2 separate regions of the Ctenopharyngodon idella genome follow, and region 1 is linked to region 2. A link is a contact called in public Hi-C data. All regions are on one chromosome and are shown on one strand. Each heading gives the region's core, a stretch centred on a gene start, on an enhancer-like site or on the middle of the called end of the contact. The rest is flanking DNA. Distances are from core to core; before and after follow the strand shown.

Region 1 (5,106 bases), core at 1,635-4,134, 150 kb after region 2:
ATCCATTGTGGATGGACAGTATGTTATAAGGGAAAAGTGCTAAAAAGTAATGGGCATGTTTATGCATTAACCTAAGCAAGAATTAAAGTCTTAACTATATGGATAATAAATTCAATATTTCTGTCACTTACTTGCTTCCTGGAGAAGAGAAGTATCCTCAACTCGACAGAGCTGCTCATACTTACATGTTCTGAGAAAAAAAGACATGTTTAGTAGGAAACCATAAAAAAAAAATAACAATAATAATTTATAGACATTTTAAGAAGGATATCAAGTACCTGTGTGTTAACAGTCTGTAGTTGGATGGTTGAGCTCCAGAAAATCAATAATGCGGCGGCTTTTAAAGAATTTTGACAGTTACAGATTTAAACTACAAAAGGGCGGGAATAAATCCCCAAACTCTAAGGCCCGTTCACACCAACAACTATAAAGATAACGATAAAGATATAGTTCTAAATATACGAGTATAGCACTGTCCACACCACAGCTATAACGATAACGAAATAGAGAAACGATATCGCTGGGATCACTTTCAGAACTATTTTTTTCAGCTGCTGAACGATAAAACTACTGCCAGCTAATCAGAATCCGTTCTAATTTAAGGGCTCGCGCATTTAAAATGGCGGACGACATTGCTGAGAAGTTAATCGCCAGAAAAAGCCACTGTTTGACAAAAGTATACTTTAAAGAAAATGGATATGGAAATCGGTCATTCCCTCGAATAAACAGTTAAGTATTATGAGATCAATATGCCAGTCTAGCAAACAGTGTAACATAAAAATTACCTCAGATATCCAACGCTAGTTTCGACAACATTGTCTAATTCCTTTGAAGTTGCAGCGTTGTTTTTATTTTACTATATTTACTTCTTCAGCTAAATTCACTGTTAGATTATCTTTATAGTTATCGTTCTTGGTGTGAACGGGCCTTAACACAAATAACCATTTTAGCATTAAGCAGTTATTCAAGATGATATGATTCTAACTATTAGCCTATTACGTGTAAAGAACCTTTAAAGAATCATCTTCTTTAGACTGTACCGAACCCGAAATATTCCTTTAAGTATCTGTATTTGGCACATATCATTGACCAATCAGCATTCAAGATCAAATCAATGTTTTATGACTGGGGGAAGATTAAAAAACCCTGATTTTGCTCATACCTATTATAAACATAACACTTTAGAATGTTTGTGAGACCGTTTACTCACTGATCAACAGCACATTGTTTAATTTTAGGAGAGTTTCTCATTGTTAAAGCAGCTATAAACCCTGGCCTGGCTCACTTTAAGCACACAATAGGGGGCAGCTTTACAGGAGAGGAGCTGTCAATGTTAAGCAGCTGGAATAAAATTCACTCAGAGAGATCATGACTCTGCCTCAGGCTGACAGAGAAGCCATTAGTGTCACAGTTATATTGGATAAACCTGAGACGAAATACAGTCTTTTACGACACAATACAATATCTTACACTAGATTCATCAAGGCCATTTGATACTCGTGCTCGTGGCAGACAATAAACTGATCATTGAGTATTGAATAGTACAAAATGTTAATATAACCCACTGTAAATTTTACCAATAATTCGCCAAAATATGATGCAGAAAACTGTATTTTAACACTTTCTACCCACATAAATTATTTCTCGCTGTCAGTGTTTTTATAATGTGATGGGGGAAACCAGACTTTTACTCCAGTAAATATTTCTCAGAGTAGGTTTTTCTCTGTTTAGACAAAGTCCTGGCTACAAAACAGCTATTGAACATTTCCACTGTTATTGCCCAGGAAACAAGATACAGTTCATTAAACACAAGGTTGTCACAAGGGGAACCTACCTATTATCGGCTGTTTAAGTCTTTTAAATTATAGGCTTTACTCAGTGAAATTTAAACAGTTAGGCTACACAATAATGAAACAAAACAGTTTATGAAACCGTTGTTATGGCCATCAGATATTATAATTCAAAAAATTGTATAAATAAACACATGAAAACCTGAAATTCACAAACCCTTTGTTTTATATCCATGTGCACATCCCTGAATGAGCACAGTTTTATATTGTATTTAAAGGGACAGTTCACCCCAAAATTTAAATTCTGTCATCATTTACTCACCCTCAAGTTGTTCTAAACCTGTATGAATTTCTTTCTTCCGCTGAACACAAAAGAAGATATTTTGAAGAATGTTTGTAACAACTTGAGGGTGAGTAAATGGTGACAGATTTTTCATTTTTGGGTGAACTGTCCCTTTAATTCAACTACTCGGGTAATGTTAATGGTATGACCCATTTCAGGGGTGGCCAAAATTACGATTTAAAATCCATCAGAGAAACGTATCTTCATATTTACAGGTAAAACTTAATATTACGGGGTTGACCCCCTTTTGTTAAATTGTGCTTTATGTCACGTGATAGAAATGATGTGCCGCGGTTTTCTGCTTTTTTATAAAGAAAATAAATATTTTGGATTTTCCACCACTTAAATAGTCAAACAGCGCCATCTTGGGGATAGAGAAACCACAGCACTACATTGGGTGGGCATTTAAACCTTACTACACATTTGTTATCAGGGATTTGCGTTTTAGGGAAAAATAAACAGTAAGCATATTCACGTGTATTAAAAATATAATTTATAAGTTATAAAAGGCATGTTAGTGGAAGTAAATAAAAAGAAAAAGATATACTAGTGTAGCTAAACGAGACACACGTTAAGTAGAATGATTAAGGTGTAGATTTATTTTCATCATCGATCACAATTTTTTATTTCACATTCTTTTTTTTGCAAATTTAGCACTACAGAACTACATTTCCCAAGATCACCGCTCTAACCCCACGCGCAAGCTCTAGTATCGCGATATTATCTAAAATACGTTGCGTTGTATCGCGAGATTACCTTCCTGCTGTCTAGTACAGCACTAAAAACTGTCAGTGAGGTTAGAGGGGGTAAGAATTCCTCAAATCGGCGACTGCCGTTTAAACAGCGGTGTGAATGTCCAAATCTGTGCTTTTGTGTTATTACATACGTAACGTGTGACCCTGAGGAGAAAAACAACCGCGTTCTCATCCAAACTGTACAGGCCAACAGTATCTGAACTAGATCAAACAGTGTGCTGTAATACAGCGAGCAAATGGCGTTGAAAAGAATCCAAAAGGTGAGTTTGTGTTCATTGTGTGGATCGCATAACCTCACAGCCTCTGTCAATGTCCTCATCGTCATCTTCTAATACTATTGTGAATGTAAAGCACTCGCACTTTCCTCATTTTATCCCCATCTGGTCAAGACAAAGACGGATGGCCAATGGTGGATGCATGCAGTCGACAGACGCACGCTCTCTTTCTGATCATTACAGATTCACGCGCATTCTGTTATAACGGTCGCCGTTACTTAGATATGGCTGATCGCGAGTGTTTGTTTTGCGCAATATGTGATCGACAACATCTATTGTTGATATGCGATGTTGTAGCACAGGGAATTGTGCGCATAAAACACATGATTTGGGGTTTTAACAGGTGTTGTTGTGAATGATTTGTGGCATGTAAGTTCGGTTAGACATCTAAACATTGTTAAAATGTATCTTTTCTGTTGTCGGTCATCGTGAATGAGAGAAACGCCACTGGTGCGCATGCGTGATGGGCGACAACTGCTTTCAAGTTGCCAAATGCTGAACCCCAATGTCAGTGTGTCCATATATGGCTCGGCAAATAGGGCACTAGGACAGCGGAGGGTATTTTTAACAGATTCAACACCCTGCCCGCATAACCAACGACTTTAATCACAGAAAAAAACTGTATTGCTTTCAGTGATTCCATAATCACTAGTTATAAGAATTGTAATTCTGTAATTATTTATTCGCCCCCTTGATGATGTTCTTCTTAACTCGCATGCTGTTGTTTTTTTTTTTTTTTAGGAAAAATTTTAAAAAACTTTTTAAGTTACCAAAAGTCGGCACCTTTTCTTCCCTATTGTGACATATCCGACTGAAACGGCTTCTCGAACAAGAACAAATGTTGGGCGGGGCTTGATTTTGTCCGTGGGGAATTGATTGGATGGTTGTGGTTTGCTATTGGTGGATCTCATGTGAGTGACAGGTTGCCCCGCCCTCGTCATCAGAGAAGAGATGTCACTGCAAGAGGGAGGGGAAGTAATTCTGATTCAAGATTAGGAGGCACTCCTAGGAGGCTTACTTATCAATTTTGGACAGGTTACATTTGAGTTTGAATATAATTTTTGCATGACTTTAATAGCCATAAAAAATTACCTTGATCTTGAAAATAACTTAAAGGAAACAAGAACGTTCAAACTGTAAACACAATGTGAACTAACAAGTATACTTAATGACAAAGATTGTTTTAAATAATGTTAAAATTGTTAGTCTTTGTTTATATTGTTTGTTTTTATCCATTTCGTTTTGAGTGCAAGAAGGCAGTGCGCTTGCAGAGAGAGCTCCGCCCACACGCTCTTCTGATTGGCTGTGATTTGTTATTGATTTTGTTGTGTCTTGTATGGACAGACGTATTGCTTGTCGCTGGACTCTTATCACATTGTGTTTGGTTGTTAGGATAGCCTACATTACGGTGTGCTTTTGTCATTTTTAGAGCTCGACAGCCGTGGTCACTATAAATTGTCATTGTATGAAAGAGTTCTTCAAAAATTCTCGAATAACAGAATACTGGTTTGTAATGACGTGAGGGAGAGTAGATAATGACAGAATTTTCATTGTTGAGTGAACTATCCCATTTTTTGATACTACATTTAATGCTCATAGACTAATGATAAATATCAGACATTTAACTTTTTCCAAATGCCATGTTACATCAATGAGGGGTGAAGAAAGAGTGACAACAACAACAGATCAAAAATAGACTGTAGAAGCTCCGCCCCTTTAAAAGCAGCACATATGTAACACAGTATGTGGTGTGTTGTTGTGGTGATCCTGCCAGAGGTCATTTATTAAGGATCACACTTGTGCAATCATGATCATGTCCAGGCTATCATAAACGAATAACCATGTATTTACTCATGTAGCTAAGCAAAATAATCTAATAGCAGCTATTAATACAGGCATTGTTGACAGATACCATGGACTGAAGAAAATTGAGACCATATTTC
Region 2 (4,940 bases), core at 1,195-3,694:
TAGCTGACTAACGAGTTTTTGGACATTGAACGGCTTTTCTGAGGTAAATGTGACGGTAAATGTGACATTTTTACTGTTTTATTGACGTCTTTCCGCGGTTGAAACACTCATTGATTGATTACATGAGACATGATACGGATTTCGTAAAGCTGTACTGTATCTTTAAATATACCTTCAGAGGTTCATTCATGTTTATTTCATGTTGTAACTAGTAAAGCGGAAGAGATGGTCGGTTCACGTGCGTTCTGCTTGAACTGAGGCGTTGTCACGCGTCACAGAGCGCCAGGAAGATCGCGACAGCTCGAGAGACATGACGTCTATGGTCTCACTCCAGTCTACGGGAAAGCAGCCCATTTTCAATTCTTGTGAGGTTATTATTGTCCTTGCAATTTCACCCTGACACCCCCCCACCGCCCAACCGAAAAAAAAAAACCCTCTTCAGATCTACACGATTCACATAAATGACATACTTTGATTCAAAACAGCAAATTTGCAGGTATGAAAATCTTACATATTGCGCCTTTAATTGATAAACATATGTAGAAACGTGTTTTCCAATCATCGCATGTATGAAATAGTTTTTTAATGACTCTTCTTACATATTTTTGAATAAACTAAAAGACAGAAGCGTTAACTCTCTGTGTGTCGCTACTTTCGCTACTTACATGCTGGTCGAGTTTTTGGTAATCTGATGTTTTGGGTCTCCGTGAGCCTCTTGATCTCCGGCCCTCGACGACAAAAGCAATAATCTGTAGGAGAGGGTGAAAGGAATAATAGTCATTTATTTGACATCTTTAAAATGCAGCAGTACAAACTAAAAAAACATCTCTCCAGGATGGAAGGAGGCGAACTAACCTTCCGCTTGTTGTGACTGGCAATATACAGCACTGCCACCAGAATGACGGCACACACCAGATAGGCGAAGAAGTGGCTGCTCTCTGCGCTCTCCTCGAACTGATGATTGTCATTTGCTTTTCTGATACCATCCAGGTTTTCGGTCTTGTGGCCAATACCATCAGTGCCATCTGTATTTTCAACTAGTTCTGGTTCTTCATTTTGCTCCTCTTCACTGTCTGTAGGGGTCTCGAATTCAGACTGGTTCTCATCATCCTCGTCAACATCACCAATTTCGGCATTTTGGTCAGCTGTGGTCAGCTTCTTTTCTTCACCATTTGATTCATCTCCTTCTTCACTAGTTTCTTTATCAGGGGCAGGTGTGTTCTGCTTCCCTTCATCTATTTTAGGATCATTTGATTCGTCTTTATGCCCTTTAGTAGCTTTAGAGTTTGCTTGTTCAACAGCAGTTTCACCATCTCCTTCAGGTTCAGATGTTTTTTCTTGCCTGGCTGCTTCATCTTGCTCAGGTGTGGTGTGCTCCTCTTTAACACTTTCACCTTCTTTTGAAGCATTTCCTTCAGCTCTAGCCGTTTCTGTGGGTTTGTTTTCTCCCGCTGGTTTATTAGGGTCAGGTGGGGTTTGCTTCTCTTCAACTGAATCATCTTCAGGAGTTTTAGGGACAGTTACCTGATTAGATGAGGTCTTCTCTTCTTTCTTTGTGTTTTTATCCTCTGCACTCACTGAATAAGCTTCGCCTGGTTGTCCACTTGAAGATGTTTTAGGTGCTTCATTATCATCATCAGAGCCATTATTTTTAAGGATTTCCTTTGATGTTTGTGGCAAGTTATCACTTTTTGTCACACCCGGAGCGCCATTACTTAAATCTGGCACTGGACTGGTGCAAACTGAAAAATACCACAAGAGAGAGAATCACAAAAAAAATCTTAAGTTTAAGCCTATAGTATCAACAAAACAATGAATGAGGGAATACCTTTTAGATGAATGCTACTTGTACTATTGTAAAATAATGCCAATTAACTGAAGCTGTACTGAAGGCCCAACACATAACTAAGACACTTCATGTGGGTTTTTCCTTTAATTTGCCACCCGTCTGTCATTTTAAACTTATTTACTAAGAAATATCGGATGACTTTCAACAGGCAATACGTGTAAACAATGGCCTCAAACAGGAAGACACTGAATTTCAGAAGCAGGAATGTGGTTGATCCAGTCACACTCTTCACCACTTTTGCTTCAAATCTTGCTGTCAGGATTTGCAAAAGTGGAAAGAAATGTCGCACTGTAGATGGCTAATGATTAGCTAACATGTAAAGCAACCGAAATGGTTGACAAGTAAACACGTCACGAGCTTTATCAATCTGCCAATCCCACAAACATAATCTGACTAGCAGTGTAACTAGAGAGGAATACACTAACTTACCCTGAGACAAGCAGAGGACAACGAAACACAGCGTTATTAAGCGCATCATGGCTTGATTCTGTGATACAATAATTCAGTGACACGAGACTGACAGCCAACGCGATTCCGGTACAGCGCAGCGACTTCCGTGTTTACACAAAGAGCGTGAGATATAAAATGCGGACTGGATTCTGGTGACAGATCTATCTGTCGATGTCTTTTAAAATGCGATTTAATCAACGCTGCAGTTTTTTCACATTTCATACTTAAATGTTTGTTTTACATATGTTTGTCATACATACTTACATGTTTGGTTTCTAAATGCGCACCTAAGTAAAGAAAATTAAATTTACACAAAGAGCGCCATGGTAAGATATAAAATGTGGGCTGGACATCAGTGACGGATCTAGTTGTCATTCAGCATTGAGTTGCTGAATGAATAGAGAATTCCTTTTATAAAATGCGATTTAATTCAACGCTGCAGGTCTGTATATGTGCAGTTTTTACATTTCTAAATCATTTAATGTTTACATGTTTGATTTCTAATTATGTACCTAATTAATAATAATGTCATAAATATAGAAAACGCCTTTATATTTGATAGATCATTTTATGGGCCATAGTGGAAAAAAACAACACTTTATTTCCTAGAAAACTCTAATTTACTCTGAAATATAAACCTAAATTGCAATATTTATAAATAATAATAAAAAAGCACATAACAAAGTTACTAAAAATTAAACTAAAATTAACGAAAAATATAAAAATAAAAGCTAATTCAAAATATTAATAAAACTAAAATAAAAACTAAAATAACACTGATATAAGGTTATGACTGTCTTTCTCTAGCAGTGTTGGTCATGTTAATCTCCATCAAAAAACCATATTATATTATATTATATTATATTATTACATTAACTACATTAAATTATATCATTATCTCTGTCATCCATACTATAATTACAATAACAAAATTACAATATATATATATATTAAAATTGTAACAAGCACAATAAAACCCTGACTTACATTCAAACATTTTTATAAAGTATTCAGAAAATAATATGAGTGATGGACATTTTGTGATAGCCTAATTGTTTTGACTGTGATGTTCTGAACATGTCGAATTAGTTGAGGAACACGTCTATTATGATAGAATAAATATGCTTAAATAGCGAAAAAACTGAATGACTATTAATGTAATGATTATAATTATTATTTATGTTTTGTTGCAAACATTATTCTGGCCGAATCAAATTCCTTTATGTCTGCTGAACTGCAATTTTAAAGTTTACGGAGTAGCTAGAAAGCACAGACTGTTTTGTTTGTTCTGTTGTGTTCCCACTATTGACACAGCAAATGTTTAGACAAGTGTCAAACAGACAAGTGTGATTTCTGTCAGGTGATGGGTTTAAAAGGTTTAAGACTATACTTGAATGCACTAAAAAATACTTAAATACAAGCAAGTAAGTACATTTGTAGTACATTCTTATTTTTTGTGCTAAATAAAATTGTAAAAGTTATACACTAATTAAAAGTATATTTCTACTTCAGTAGTATTTCAGTGCACTTAAAGTAACACTTAAATTGATTTTTAGCGCGTTGAAATAAAGTATACTACCGCAAAAATATACAGAGGAGTTTTATTAGTGTATTTCTTAAAAGTGAGCTTTCAATGCTTTAAAAATTTGTTCAATCTTAGTAGACTTTTATATAGTAATCCTAAGATTAAAGTAAATTAATTTTATTAAAAATATAGTACTAATGTATAAGTACATTTTCCCAACTGTGGTACTTAAGTACACTTAATATAAATGCACTAATTAGCACTAACTCTTAAATTGATTTTAAGTGTAATCAGATAAAGTAAACAAAATATACATAAGTGTTTTAAGTGCATTACTTAAAAGTGTGCTGTGAATGTGTGTTAGTGGATTTTTATATATACTGTCACTAAGTTCTATTTTAATGGATTTTAATGAAAAATAAAACTTGCAGACTAAATGTGTACAAAAATTTACAATTTAACAGTAAGTAGACTTTTAGTACTTAAAATGCTATATTTTATATATTTTATTATGGGGAAAAAAGTGCTACTAATGACATAGTAATAGTGTACTTGATTGTACTTGTCACAGTTCGCGGGTTCACTGGTTCACTTGTTGCTGCTGATGAGCTGATCAGCGTCAGCTGGGGCTCATCAGCTCCGCTATTTAATGTCTGTGCATTTTGCCCTGTGTTGTCAGATCGTTGGTGTGTTCGTGCAGTGTTAAGGCCGGAACACACCAAGCCGATGCCGACGAACTAGTGGCGACGAAAGCAGACTGCGGGGTTGGCTCACGTCGCCAGCGTCTGTGTCCAAAGTTGCCCTGACACACCAAACCGACGCTCGACACCCGACGGCCAAGTAGCACGTCCGTTCTGCGCCTGCGCAAGATGAAATGCCTTTCCGTACCAGCACGATCAGATGGCCCGACGAGCGCCGACGCCGATTCAACATTTCGAATCGGCCGGAAAAAAAACGGCGTGGACCAACTTCAGCCGACGGTGCAGAACACACTGAGAAAACTTAGTCGGCCGACGAACAAAAACTGCCCGACTGCCGACCGTCAGCTTGGTGTGTTCCGGCCTTTAGTCCTGGCTCTCGTTCCTGTTCCCCGTCGAGGCATTACCTGTTGGACTC

What was found. Hi-C and Micro-C count contacts between places; a contact is called where the count stands out from the background.
Region 1: a Hi-C map of muscle shows a contact between it and region 2, with 7 times the contacts expected there. The contact joins the promoter of ube2d4 here to the promoter of tgoln2 in region 2. A contact is called at or near these places in 2 of 2 Hi-C or Micro-C datasets (both in muscle).

Annotation. Positions count from the first base shown.
Region 1 is chr8:1,446,812-1,451,917 of HZGC01, forward strand. It overlaps ube2d4 (ubiquitin-conjugating enzyme E2D 4 (putative)), which reads left to right and starts at 2,885. Exons shown (of 7, transcript XM_051902315.1): 1 at 2,885-3,148. The coding sequence starts at 3,125.
Region 2 is chr8:1,292,708-1,297,647 of HZGC01, forward strand. It overlaps tgoln2 (trans-golgi network protein 2), which reads right to left and starts at 2,445. Exons shown (of 4, transcript XM_051902306.1): 1 at 2,279-2,445; 2 at 856-1,742; 3 at 666-749. The coding sequence starts at 2,327.